3 separate regions of the Rattus norvegicus genome follow, and all the other regions are linked to region 2. Evidence: chromatin contacts called from public Hi-C data. All regions are on one chromosome and are shown on one strand. Each heading gives the region's core, a stretch centred on a gene start, on an enhancer-like site or on the middle of the called end of the contact. The rest is flanking DNA. Distances are from core to core; before and after follow the strand shown. Region 1 holds the start of Ptger1 (prostaglandin E receptor 1). Region 2 holds the start of Asf1b (anti-silencing function 1B histone chaperone). Region 3 overlaps Pkn1 (protein kinase N1).

Evidence for each region. A called contact is a pair of places that touch in the nucleus more often than the background predicts.
Region 1: a Hi-C map of prefrontal cortex shows a contact between it and region 2, with 2.5 times the contacts expected there. The contact joins the promoter of Ptger1 here to the promoter of Asf1b in region 2. A contact is called at or near these places in 3 of 12 Hi-C or Micro-C datasets (frontal cortex, kidney and prefrontal cortex).
Region 3: a Hi-C map of Schwann cells shows a contact between it and region 2, with 4 times the contacts expected there. The contact joins the enhancer-like site here to the promoter of Asf1b in region 2. A contact is called at or near these places in 3 of 12 Hi-C or Micro-C datasets (Schwann cells, frontal cortex and kidney).

What each region holds. Positions count from the first base shown.
Region 1 is chr19:41,375,770-41,380,539 of GRCr8, forward strand. It overlaps Ptger1 (prostaglandin E receptor 1), which reads right to left and starts at 2,515. Exons shown (of 3, transcript NM_001278475.1): 1 at 2,241-2,515; 2 at 320-1,287. The coding sequence starts at 1,270. Gipc1 (GIPC PDZ domain containing family, member 1) reads right to left here. Exons shown (of 6, transcript NM_053341.3): 6 at 4,356-4,770.
Region 2 is chr19:41,097,306-41,101,975 of GRCr8, forward strand. Asf1b (anti-silencing function 1B histone chaperone) reads right to left here and starts at 3,047. Exons shown (of 4, transcript NM_001107160.1): 1 at 2,775-3,047. The coding sequence starts at 2,883.
Region 3 is chr19:41,354,843-41,359,319 of GRCr8, forward strand. Pkn1 (protein kinase N1) reads left to right here. Exons shown (of 22, transcript NM_017175.2): 3 at 934-1,085; 4 at 2,025-2,169. LOC120098561 (a long non-coding RNA gene) reads right to left here. Exons shown (of 4, transcript XR_005496885.2): 3 at 1-4,477. Among named protein-coding and RNA genes, the nearest start is that of Pkn1, 10 kb to the left of the region's middle. Within about 2 kb of position 2,634, at least 5 of the 93 cell types and tissues checked have an H3K27ac peak or open chromatin away from gene starts, as enhancers often do. A contact at or near this core is called in Schwann cells, where this site is marked.

The sequences.
Region 1 (4,770 bases), core at 1,265-3,764, 280 kb after region 2:
AGTGACTAAGCAAAGGTCCTCAGTGACTGCGGAGAGTGGCTAGAGAAGACCCAGTATCCCAACACACACTGGACTCAAGAAAAGTTAAAAAGCTGGGGAGGAGGAAGGCTATGAATGGATGGAGCAGGAGGGGCGTAGAAAGTGTACTGAAAGGCTTGAGTGGGTGAAACTATTTACAGAGATTCCCAAAGAGAGTGAAAAAGGTAAGGGTTCTGGATAGCAGAGGGGCAGGCTTTTGTCTGCAGGCAGGGTCTTTAGCGGGCAGAGGCCAAGAGGGGGCAGAAAAGAGTTTGGCTTGAGGAGCGACTGCGCCCCTCACCAGCAGGGGGCTCCAGCAGATGCACGAAACCACCATGATGCCCACGAGCTGGCCCACCATTTCCACGTCGTGTGCGTGAACCCTGCGCGCGGAGCCGCCTCCCCGAGAGCTGCGGAGGGCAGCTGTGGTTGAAGTGATGGATGACGCAGACGAGGCGGAGGCCAAGCGGAGTCCACGGGACCCCCAGCGCCGGCGATCATCGGGACCTGCGTTCTCTCGGAAACGTCGAGAGCGACGCCGCCTCCAGCGGGCACGAAGGAGCGCCAGGCCGCTGAGCGTATTACACACTAGTGCGGCAAGGAGCGCAGCCAGGCCAAGGCCGGCGAAGAGGCCCGCAAGCAACGCCTGGCGCCAACCTCCAGGAGGCCCAAGGCTAATGAAACACCAAGTGCCAGGGTACTGTAGCTCGTAGTGACCCACGTGCACTAGTGGCAGCAGCGCCACTGCCAAAGCCATGGCGGCCAGCAGGGCTAGTGCCAGGCGTGCGCGGGCTACGGACACGCGCGCCGCGTGGATCAGCGGCTGCGTGACACCCACGCAGCGCTCCACGGCCATGCCACAGCCAAGCAAAAGTGGGCACAGGCCAAAGAAGACCATGCAGCCGCCCAGGAAATGACAGGCCCCGCCAGCGGGCGCACGTCCTGCAGTATACAGGCGAAGCACCAAGGCGCCCGGGATCACATGGCCTGCTAGGTCGATGGCAAGCAGGCTGGCGACGAACAACAGGAAGGTGGCAGTCGAGCGGCGGCGCCGCAGTCTGCCTGCAACCTGGGCCAGCAGCGCCAGCGCCAGCACGTTGGACACAGCACCCAGCGTCATGGAGAAGATAGGCAGCGCTGGTGATGTGCCGTTACCGCCTGTTGGCAGCACCACAGATGTATTGGGGACCCTGGGTGTTACACACGTTGTTGCCTCATCCACTAGGCTCAGGTTAAGCCCGTAGGGGCTCATATCAGTGGCCAAGAGGGCTGCGTAGATAAAAAGAGGGCACAGTGAGGTAGTGTCCCAACTTTCTGTGCCCAGGGCACCTCCACATGACCTTGGCTGCTCCCTTTCAGATCCCACTTCACCTGTCACTGCCTTCATCTCTTACGCCGGGCTTCACTCTGCCCTCACATCTGCTGGGGGGGCTTGATTGACTTGGCACAGGTCACTGGTATCTGTCCTGATCTCCACCCCACCCCCACCTCCTGGTTTCCACCCATCAGTTTCCTGGTCTGTGGCCCGGTGGACTAGACACTTACTGGCTTCTAATCCCAATCTCAACCCTCATGTCCGCCTGCCCACTGCTCCTTTTCAGAAGTCTCCTTGGCTTGCCCTGGAACCAGCCAGGCTAACCTTAAACTCAAAGACCCGCCTGCCTATGCCTGCTGTGTCTTGGGATTAAAGGCTCACACCACCGTGACCAGCTTTTGTCACCTTTTAACTCTGTCCTTGATGTCCATGTCCCGACACCTCCACCACTATAGTTCATCTCTTCCAATGGCCGTGTGGTACTAACTCAATCTGCAGTTTCATTTCTCCCCAAACAACACACCTCTACACCTTTAGACCCATTCCTGTGCCCCGAGGCCTCTCTGCCTGATCTCTTGTCTCCGAGGTCCTCTCTGTTCCCACAGCCCCCGGCTGCCACGAACCCATCTCTGATCTCTATGGTGCTCTCAGACCCCATGGGTCCACCTCTTTTTCCATAATCCCATCTCTGTTGCCTCCCTGTCTTCATGGCAATCTCTCACCAGTCTGGCATTGCCTCATTCAGATGCCCATCCCACGTCCCTATTTGAACCAGCCTCTGGCTTGTCCTTTCTCTCGTTGAGAGGAGATGGACAGCTTAGGGCTGAGAGCCATAAAACAGCAAGAGAGCAGGATGGCTAGAGTTCTCCTCCTCTGGCTTGCCATCCATCACGTCCCAGCTTCTTACCCAGTGCGCTCAGGATGCAGGGTCCCCATGGCCTGGAACTTGGCTCCTGCTGCCCACTCCAGCTACTCCCTGGCTCCCGGCAGGCCGCTCCCTCTTCCTGGGGCGGCTCCTCGGCTCCGTGCCGCCTCCACCCGCACTCCACTGGCCTCCAGGGGCTGCTCCACCCCATGCATGTCTGCCCTCTGGGGCTGGGAGCCTTGAGTGGGCAAAACCTCTACAGCTGGCAATGGTCAGGGCAACTGGGCCCAGCTCCTTCTCTTCAAGGACTGAAGTTTTCTGAATTGGTTTGGTTTCTGTGACCCCCTCCTCTGAGCGGGACAGGAGCAAACCCCCACACCCTCACCCGGGCCTCTTGCCCGCCTCATTAATAAAGTGGATAAAAATCTAAACACTGGAAAATGTGAGCATCGCCTGGGGCGAGCTGGGAGGGCTATGAACTCCCGTGAGGGGGGCGGGGGTGAGTGTGTGTGTGGTGGGGGGAAGGTGGGGGTTGTCCTCCTTGGGCTTGAGGGTTTGGGAGTTGCCTGTGTGATGGGTGCTAGCAAAGCCTCCTACCCTTGCCTTTATTGTTGTCACAGCTGGGCAGAGGGCAGCCTAGGCCAGGGCAAACAGGGAGTCCTCCTAGGAGAAAGGGAGCTGGTTAAATGGCTCAGGGGAGCCAGGCTATCATCTGCCTTAAGATGTGGAGGGCAATTCGCAGGGTACCTGAGTCTTTCTAACCCTGAACCCATAGCTATGCCTCACCTTTTATCTTGAAAAGGGGCCCATGCAGCCACTGTCAGATCCATCGTAATGGGAAGTAAACACTGGAGAGCACTCACCATTGCGGACTGTAACATCTATTCCCAATACGGACCCTTGAAATTGATGCTTGCCCACACCTCGGCACTGGAGGTAAATCTCACTGGCACTGTAAATCTGTTCCCAGCCCCAGAGCACACCTCCTGATGTAGTCCCCCTCAGACCAATGCCCATGGACCCCAAGAACTTGTCCTGAGACACATAATCACATCTCTAAGGCCTGGCTGGCTGTTTATCCTGAACCCCCACTGAACACACTGAACACAGCTCCCTGAAACTCAGAGGACCCAAGGCTCACCCACAATACTCACAGCTCTGGCTCGCCCTGGCCACCAACCATCCACTACACATGGCTCCACCCAACAAAGCCACACAATCCCAGCTGCGCCCAGCAGACATGCAAGACCCCAGCACGGGGCTTGGGGTACAGTTCAGTGACGGAGTGCATCCTGAGCATGTGTGAAGCCATGGGTTCCACAATCAGCAATGAAAACGGGCCTGAGATCAGGTGTGGCAAATGACCGCTGGCAAGTAGCCACCTGCAGGGCTCTGTCCCATATCCAGGATACTCATCTCTGCCTGGTACCAGCGAGCCAGCCCCACTCAGCCTTCCTGCAGCACCGCTGCTAGGCTCACCCCCAAACATTCCTACCGGGTGCTAGAGAGATCTCTGGCCTGGCTCCCCTTTTTCCAATTGCCTTCCTTCTCCCAAAGTCTGGCCAGGGTCCCACCCCACCCTTTCCTTGATCTCCCTAAATCCTAGGATAAAAATGGTCTGTCAAAACAAGCTTGGCAGGTTTATGTCTCTGTGAAGCACTGTGCCCCAAGTACAACCGGGCACAACCTGGGTGCTGTAACAGCGCAACAGGCTTTGCTGCCACAGAGGGGTTAGGTGTAGCCTTCTCACACAATAGGAGCATATGTGAGGCCTTGGTGAGTGGGGACCAGGTCTGAACCCCAAGCTAGCCAGAAACTTCAGCACTGCCTGGAAGCTTGATGGCCTCCAGCCAGGGGGAGGGGGCGGTGGGGCAGCCAACTCCTAATTCAATTTGGAATCCAGGATAGATTTCAGCTGCTGCATTCTTCCCCTGGCCACCCCTCCTGCCCCAGAGTCAAACAGCTCCCACAGTAAAATCTCTATATCCAAGGGCGTGTGTGTTGATACAAAAGCCACTGCCTCCTTCACCCCCACCCCCCACCACTGACTAAGGGAGAAGGAACCAGGGTTAACAACCTCCACTCAAATGGGAGGTAACAGAACCCAACTGAGGAGCTCCTGTCAGGTGGGAGAAGCTGAAGGGAGGCAGGAAGAACTGGGAGTGGTGATGCACACCTTTATTCCCAGCACTGTGAATGCAGATGCAGGTGGATCTCTGTGAGTTCAAGGCCAGCCTGGTTTACAGAAGGAGTTCCAGGACAGCCAGAGCTACATAGTGACTTTGTCTTGAAAAAAACAAAGCAAAAAAAGTAAAGTAGGGAGGTCATGACCCCGAAGAGAGCTGAGGCCAGGGGGACAGAAGGGGCAGTTGCCAGCTGATAGTGGGAAGTGTTGGGGATAGAGGTGGCTGGCTGCCTAGTGTGTTGGTCCCTCCCCATGCGCTTACTCTATTGAGGTAGGTGGGGAACCCGGCAGGGGTTGGCCGGGGACCCCAACCAGGCTGGGCACCGTGGCGGTACTGATTGGAGCGGGGCCTGGACCACAGGGCACTTGCAGCCTGTGCCATCCCCA
Region 2 (4,670 bases), core at 1,797-4,296:
GGACCCAGCTTTGATCCCCGGCACCCACATAGTGGTTCACAATGGTCTCTAATTCCAGTTCAGGTCATCTGACGCCTTCTTCTGCAGGCACTGGGTGCACATGTGGTACATGTACATGCATGCTGACAAAATACACATGAGCAAACAAAAAAGATATACAAGTAAATGTTTTCTTCCTTTTTTAGGACTGAAGGAAAGCAAAGGAATCTGGGAGCTGGCTAGAGGTCTGGGCAGATAGTGTTTCCCATGAAAACCTAAATTCAGGGTGCTGGAGAGAAGTTCAGGGTTAGAATCTAGTATTGATCTTAAAGACCCAGGTTTGATTCCCAACACCCATGTCAGGAGTCTCAAACCAGCTAAAGAGGATCAGATGTCTCTGCCTTCCAGAGGCTCCCATGCATATGCCACCTCCAACATAGACACAAAAATTAAAAGAGAAGGAACGCACATGTGGTGGTGCACACCTTTTTAATCCCAGCACTGGGAAGGCAGAGACAAACAGATCTTTGACTTCAAGGCCAGCCTTGTCTACAGAGTAAGCTCTAGGCCAGCAGAACTATATAGAAACCTTGTTTCAAAAAACAAAAGGAGAAAACATCATTACTTAGGAGGATAAAATGGTGGATCCCTGGCTTACTAGACAGGTCAACTAGCAATATTGGAGCTCCAGATTTTATAGAGACACTTTCTAAAATAGGCAGGACAAGATAGAGACAGCCCATGGGTTAAGAGCATTGGCTGCTCTCCTAGAGGCCAGGTAAGATTCCTAACACCTACATGGAAACTCACAAGCCTGTAACTCCAGTTCTAGGACACCCAACTCCTTCTTTTGAACTATGTGGGTATCAGGCACTCAAGTGGTGGCATAAATACATGTAGGCAAAACATACACACACAAAAATAAATAAAATAAGGTGGAAAGCAATTGAGAAAGACCACTTGAAGTTTCTCTGGCCCACACCCACAGACAAATTAAAACTAAAAGATAAAATTTAAAAACAATCTGGACTCAGAACTCTGAGACAAACTTCAATGATAATGCTTCTACTATCTGGCTGACTTGGAAAAAATCACCCTGCTCCCATTAAAACATGACCAGCAGGCTAACTCTAGCCTTGTTCTGATTCTATAAATAAAGAATAAAAGTATCACTAGGCAATGACCATGCAACCATTTTTAAATGCAAGGAGCACAGACAGGCTGATTGAAACCTGATCTCTCAGCATCTGGGAACTGTGAATCCTTTAATCTATCAGCTCCTTATATCTCCTCTTGGCTTCCAAATAACTCTTATTCCACATCGTTACTCTACCTTTTATTTATTTATTTACACCCTGCCTTGTTCCAGCAAGGGTTTAACCCAGCTTATTCTATAGTGAGTCATAAGTAGATTCGTTTAAACTTAAAAAAGGGTAAGAAACTAGGGAGAGGCCAAGCCGCTGGCCCACTCCAAGCACACACATCCAAGTGAACAGGAGTGGCTGGCCCTGCCTGAATACCACTCAACAGCCACCAAGGGGCACTGGTTGCCACAACCTAGCCTCTCAGAGCTCTACCTCCTCAGCTGCTACATCCTTTTCAGCACTCAAAATGGTCTCCTGTTGTCCTATGTATGAGCGTCCCCAGAGGAGAGATAGGGGCTTCTGACTCCAGTCTTTGTAGGTTTGGTCTCCCCAGCTCCTGGTCTGGGTGAATGTACTCAGGTGAGGGTGCCACAGCCAGGCAGCCCTCTTCCAGTTTCTGAGATTTCTACTGGCTTACCTGAAAGCTGGACTTACCTCAAAGTGACCTCACATTTTACATGTTCACAGATTTATTTGAAAGGTCTTTTGCTCTTGATGGCTCTTGTCCTCTTATCTATGAGATGAGAGCCATGTCCACCTTTATGTCCCACAGATGAATTAAGTCATTCTGTGAAAGATCCACAAAAGCCAGTGTCCTCCCAGCTGATGAAAGTTCCATCCCATCCCTGTTTGGCCAGTCCACCCACTCCCCAGATGAGATCAGCCCATCAGAAGGGATGAGGGATTCCTTGCACTGAGTTAGCTGGAAGCCAGTAGAAATATCAGAAACTGGAAGAGGGCTGCCTGGCTGTGGCACCCTCACCTGAGTACATTCACCCAGACCAGGAGCTGGGGAGACCAAACCTACAAAGACTGGAGTCAGAAGCCCCTATCTCTCCTCTGGGGACGCTCATACATAGGATTTGGGACTAACCTAAAGAAAGAAGCCCTGGTATAGACAACACCATGCCGTTACAGTTGGCAAACAGGAGTTACTGGGGACAAATCTGGAGTTGTCTGGGGTGTTGCTGGGAGTCATGGGATGGAGGAGGTCTTGTCATGGGCAGACAGGGTAACAAAAGAGGAGGGTCTGGTTAGTTTGCAGGAAAAGGTATGCACAAGGAAAATGAGGGGACGGTACTGGAGGTTGGGTTCCCATAGGATAGATAGGTTTCCTATGGGGAAGGCATAAAACCGGGGTCTAGCCATAGGGAAGGCTTGGCTGATGGGTCTCCATGAACCCAATGGAGGCTGACACCTCTACAAGGAAAACGTGCAAGGACAAGCGGTGCAAGACGAGGGGTGACGAGGCCTCCACGAGACAATGCGGACTGTATAGAGTCGTATCCACCGAGGGGTCCGAGTTGGGCCATGGAGGCGTATTACTAATGGGAGATTCAGTTGGCCCAGGGGAGAGGTTCCCAGGGAGACTGGGAGTGGCACAAACGAGGGCAGGAGGGTTCGGGGTCCCCTGCACAGGCCCAGTCTCACCGTCAGACAGGGCCTCACTGCATTCGAAGCTGATCTCAAACCGGAAGGGGCTGTGGAAAGGGCTCGGGTTCTCCAGCACAGCCACATTCAGCACCGACACCTTGGCCATCACCTCGCCTGGGAGCCGCAGGTACTGTGGAGCCTTCTTCCGTGACTTGCTACAGAGAAGAAGGGGGTCGGCAGGACAGAAAGCTCGCACTGATTCCCAACTCTTCTTTCCGAAGAGCTTCTCCCGTAAGCGCGCTCCCTTCAAATAGCCGGCTCCGCCCTCCAGCCAATCGCCGCTAAGGATCTATGACGGCGCGAGCCGTCAGCCAATCCTGGGGCGTCTTCCGGCGCGCGCCTGGACCAACAGACCAATCAGAGACGCTCCCTCTTCACGGTCTACAGGAGGCGGAACGATAATCTCTTAGCTTCGTAAAGGTCTATCGGGAACCAATCCCTAGAGTCTCCGACTCGAATAGCTTGTACGGGTGGGCGGAGTTAGAGCGCGGAACTTCTCTTGTCCAATCCCAAGGGTTACCGCACCAGCATGACCCTCCCCTCGTTCCGCTTTTCCGGTAGACGCACCTCACAGAGAGCAGCGCCACCAACGGCCGAACGGTGGCGCGCGACTCTCACTAAAACGCGCAGAGGGGGACGGTACTTGCACTCCCAGTGATTGACTGTCGATAGAGGGCGGGGCATAGTGGGTTTCTGAGATGTGATTGGCTAATGTGGTGGGCATGAGGAAAGCTGGGCTGGAGCGCTGTGGAAATCGCACGCCCTCACAGTGAAAAGCATTAAGGAGGAAAAAGTGACTTAGGCCTTTAGGCGGCTGTCAGCAGGTGAGCGTTTTCGGGGACTACCCTGAGGGGTTCCTGCCTTTGTAAAAGACCGTTGAGAACCTTTGGATCACCCCGAGACAAAATGGCGCAGCGATGACGATGATGATGATGATGATGATGATGGTGGTGGTGGTGGTGGTGTGTGTGTGTGTGTGTGTGTCTGGGCTTGGTGGCACAGGCCTTTTATCCCAGCACACAGAAAGCAGAGGCAGGTAGGCCTTTGAGGCCCCTTCTAGGACAGCCAGGGCTACACAGAGACACCCTGTCTCCAATCACATTTATTTACTAGTTATTTTATAAGTACACTGCAGGTGTCTTCAGACACACCAGAAGAGGGCATCAGATCCCCCTTACAGATGGTTGTGAGCCACCATGTGGTTGCTGGGAATTGAATTCAGGACCTCTGGAAGAGCAGTCAGTGCTCTTTTTTTTTTTTTTTTTTTTTTTCTTTTTCTTTTTCATTTATTATATATGAGTACACTGTAGCTGTCTTCAGATACACCAGAAGAGGGAATCGGATCTCTTTACAGATGGTTGTGAGCCACCATGTGGTTGCTGGGAATTGAACTCATGACCTCTGGAAGAGCAGTCGGGTGCTCTTAACCACTGAGCCATCTCTCCAGCTGCCCCCCCATCACATTTTTTAAAGATTAAAAACAAAAAGAAGAGGTAGATGCATGCCATTAATCTCAGGACTCAAGAGATAGGCAGACTTTCGTGGGTCAGCCTGGTCTACACAGTGAGTTTGGAAGTAAATAAATTAGTTTTCACACTTGGCCAATGCAAAACGGCCAAGAAGCAATGAAAGTGATTTTTTTTTTTTTTTTTTTTTTTTTTGGAGCTGGGGACCGAACCCAGGGCCTTGCGCTTCCTAGGCAAGCGCTCTACCACTGAGCTAAATCCCCAACCCCATGAAAGTGATTTTTAATAGTACACTTAACTCAATAGAACAAAAATAATCATTTCAAACGTGACCATTATAAAAACACTAATGATCTATCTGTATCCTTTTACTTTGAGAGAAGTTTTCTGGATTCTGTATGTGTTTCACATTTCAAACACATCTGTA
Region 3 (4,477 bases), core at 1,384-3,883, 260 kb after region 2:
ACCTGCTGTTCTTTTAGCTTCCATGTGCACACATGCATGCACACATGTGTATACATCCACAAAAAGAAAACACAGCACGATTTATCATTGCCACAGTTCAGTAGTTTTATGCAGTAGCAAAGCAAGGCCACAGGGCCTTCATCTTGTAGCTAAGATGTTCATGGTCACAGGAGCAGGAGAAGATACCCAGAGTCTGTCACACATATGCCACCCGGCAACACAGCACACATGATCCCATGTTTCGAGAGAGAGTAGCACAGTCCCAACAGCATCCAAGGTTTGCATCCTGTCACTTATACCTAGAGACACACTAACCCACAATGACATTAGAGCTCTCCCATTGGGTCATACCACCCTCAGAGGTGTCCCACCATTGTCCCATCCACAGCTGACTTCACATACAGCCAACAGGCTCAGCCCCTCTGCGTTTTGCTGTGTCCCCTATTGGGGTCCAAGGTGGAGTTCAGTCAAGAGTCTGAGCTCCCTTCTGCAGTGAGTTCCCCACCACTGCATCTCTCCTGAGGTACAGACCTCACCTCTGACAACAGCCAAGTCTCAAAACAGAATCCCAGAAGCCCCTAGAGATCAGAACTGAGCTATACCAACAAGAAGCCATGTAAGTGCCATACACCCACATCTAGGGTACTCCCACCTGTGGCCTACAGACATAATCACACTCACACCGTGGGCCTATACACCCTGAGGTAGATGGGGGCATTTATTCCAGCTAACCCTGAAGACCTGCATACCTGGTCACTAACTCACTCTCCTTCGTGCAAAGCCCATTTTGTCACTGAGAGCCATGTGTCTCCTGCCTGTGTACTTGCCCCCAGGCTCCTTTTCTGGACGAAGGCTTCCTATTGGCTGGGACAAAATCTCCTGGGTCTCCTGGAGTGACCACTGTATGAGCCTTTTCTCTTCTTGTTTCCTCAGATGCTCCCCAATCCCTTGCAGAGGGCAGCCCTGTCTGCTCATCCACCAACCTGAGCCGAGTGGCTGGCCTGGAGAAGCAGCTGGCCATTGAGCTCAAGGTCAAACAGGGGGCAGAAAACATGATCCAGACCTACAGCAATGGCAGCACCAAGGTAAGACAGTCCCGAACATTTCACCAATCACTGTGTGGAAGCTGTGTCCCGACTGCACCTACTAGTCCACTCCTGCCTCTGGGTCGGTCTGCTCTAGGCATCTCATGTCACTGCAGCCATTTGTCTGTGATTCTGTAGACACTTGCACAGAGATGTTCAGACAGGTGAGGAGGATGTAGCTCCAGCTGGTCCAAACTAGATCATGAGTCCTCAGTCCAGTGGAGGTCCAGACTTTGCAAATGAGGGTGCTGAGGCCCAGAGAAGAAAGCCAGCCTGAGGTCACAAAGCTAAACTGTAGTGACAATTTTGGAATTTTTGCTTCCTTACAAAGTCAGAATAAGAATATATTTTCATTTTAATCCCAGGTGTGGGATGTGCGGCTGTTTCAGACTGCCCACAGCAGCTGACTGTGATTTGCCTCGTGCTCTAGCAGAGGCGAGCTTTTGCCAGCTGCAGTAGTTATTGCAATTGTGTGACGTTTGGAACTCTGGGGACTTTTCAAAGGGTGTACAATTGTAGAGCCCCAGTTGGCAGGGTGGGTGGCTGTCGGTCACTCAGGGAGGTTGGTTACAGTTTGTTAGTAGTCATGCTCAAAGAAGAAAGATACAGAAATTAGACCCAAGGATCTTTCTCCCCCTCCATCCCCTCTATCCCTCTTCCTCTCCTATCTAGTGATGGGGGGGGGGGACCGAGGGGGATAAAGGGTGGGAAAAAGAAGAACCCACAAAGTAGCAAAGACCAGTTACACTCAGTTGTCAGGTAGCAAGCAGAGCTAGAACTGAAGCCCATGGACTTCCTATCACTGCACTGGCCCAGGACAATGGGAATGTGTCCTTGTATGCACGTGCGAATGCTCTTACCTTTTAGGATGTGGACAGCAGGGTCAGTGCTCAGACTTGAGTTCCCTCTCTGCCTGTCACCTTGCATGTCTGTCTCCAGGACCGGAAGCTGCTGTTGACGGCCCAACAGATGCTGCAGGATAGTAAGACCAAGATTGACATCATCCGCATGCAGCTTCGCCGGGCGCTACAAGCACTCCAGGCTGGCCAGCTGGAGAGTCAGGCAGCTCCTGATGAGGCCCACGGTAAGACCTTCCCTGGACATTGTCTGCCTGCATTTTGCCTTCCAGGGGTCACCCTTCAACCCATAATGTCCTGTTGTGGAGGGCAAGGAGGCAGGAATTAACCTCATGGTGAATGGAGCCTATTCCTGTCTGTTTCTGTTTCCTTCAAGGTTTGGGACAGAATAGTTCCTTCCTTCCTTCCTTCCTTCCTTCCTTCCTTCCTTCCTTCCTTCCTTCCTTTTGTTGTGTTTAGGATGGAATACAGGGGCTCCTATAAACTAGGCCTGTGTTTTTATTGAACCATGTCCCCAACTGTTCAATGATAAAAATCTATGTAGGCACTGTAGTACTTAATATGCCCTATTCTTGTTTTTAAGGTTGTTTTAAAAATATTTGTGTGTGTGTGTGTGTGTGTGTGTGTGCGTGCGCGCGCGTGCACACAAGTGCCTCAGAGGCCAGAAGAAGGCAACAGATCTCAGGGACTAGAGTCATAGGTGGTTGTGAGTCATCCATTGTGGGTCTGGGTAAACAGATTTGAGTCCTCTGGAAGAGCAGAAAGCTTTTTCAAACAATCAAGCCATCTCTCTAGCTCCACCCGCTGGTTGCTTTTAGTTTAGTTTAGAGACAGAATCTTTCTATTATAGCCCTGCCTGTTCTGGAACTTACTATGTCAACCAGGCTGGCTGGCCTCTAACTCACACAGAACTCTTCCTGCCTCTGCCTCCTGAGTGCTGGAATTAAATGTGTGTGTTACCATATCCAGCCTGTTTTTGTGTTTGGAGACAGGACATCATTATGTAGCCCTGGCTAGCCTTGATCTATGTAGCCCAGGCTACAGAGATCACCTCCATTCCCCTCTCTATCTTTTTTTTTTTCCTTTTGCTTTTTTTCTTTTGAGGAAAGATTTCACTCTGTGGCCCAAGCTAGACTTGAACTCTCAGTCCTCCTGCCCTCACCTGTGAGTGTGTGGAATCTCAGGCTTGCACTACCAGACCCACGTGCCTCTGTAAAGAAAGTTTTATTGGCACGCAAGTATAACCATTTTTTTCACGTTTGCTTTTTACCACATGCGCAGAGCTGAGAAGTGGTGACTGAGCCTTGGTGAGCCAGGTGTAGTGACACAGACCTATCATTCCATACCCTTTAATCACAGCATGCAGAAGGCAGAACAGGCACATCTTTGGGAGTTCCTGGCCAGCTAGGGCTACATGGTGAGACAAAATAGAATAGAACAGAAACAACCATCACAGATGCCAAGAGCTGAACATCTGTCCTGCTGCTCACTCACTGGCCCTGGACTTGTGGTAATTCTCCTGCCTCAGTCTCCCAGATACTGTGGTTGATCATAGGCATATGCTACTATGACCAACATTTTTTTTTCTTGTTTCATTTTGTGTGTGTGTGGTGTGTGTGTGTGTGTGTGTGTGTGTGTGTGTGTGTTGGCACAAGAAAGTGAGTCACCTTTGGGAGTCAGTTCTCTCTCTACCATGCGGGTTCTGGGAGTCGTCTTGATGGCAGGTTCCTTTATCTTCCCTGCCCCTTTGCTTTTTGGGGTGTGTGTGGGGGGTAGGGTCTCAGGTACCTCAGGCTGGCCCGGAACTCACGCTCTACTCCAGCTTCTGTGTCCCAGGTGCTGGGATCACGGGTCTCCACTCCACTCAGCTCCTTGTTTGCCTTTTGGGTTTCTTTTTTTTTTTTTTTTTTGGTTCTTTTTTTTTTTTTTTTTTTTTTTTTCGGAGCTGGGGACCGAACCCAGGGCCTTGCGCTTCCTAGGTAAGCGCTCTACCACTGAGCTAAATCCCCAGCCCCGCCTTTTGGGTTTCTTGTGTTATTTGTTGATGCTGCTTCAGGTGCTGAGGATAGAGTCAGGCCCTCCTGCACTGCAGTCAGGATTTACTAGTGCACCACACAGCTAGCTCTGTTACTCCTCTAAGGGCGATGCTCCCTCATGCCCTCATCCGACCCAGAGGCCCTGACTCCAGTGCCACCTCACTGGGGACGAGTCCCACATGTAAACCGGCCCAGGTTATACACACTCAGTGTCTTACTGTGTCCCTATTGGTGGGAGTTCAGTAGGACACGGAGGACCAGTGTCACATAAGAGTCTGAGTTTCGTCTTTGATAGTCCTTTGGTAAAAAATGTAATGTGTGGGTGAGGGCTGCTGGGTGTAGATGCTCTCTGCCCTTGTAGATTTTAGTGTTCCTTTTGTCCTATGCCAGTCTCTGGGAATGACAAGGGACTGCTACAATATATGTCCCTAAGCCTAGGTTGTCAGTGTGCCTGTGTGTCATCTCATGAAGGTAATTGGGTAACCATGTCCCTAGACAT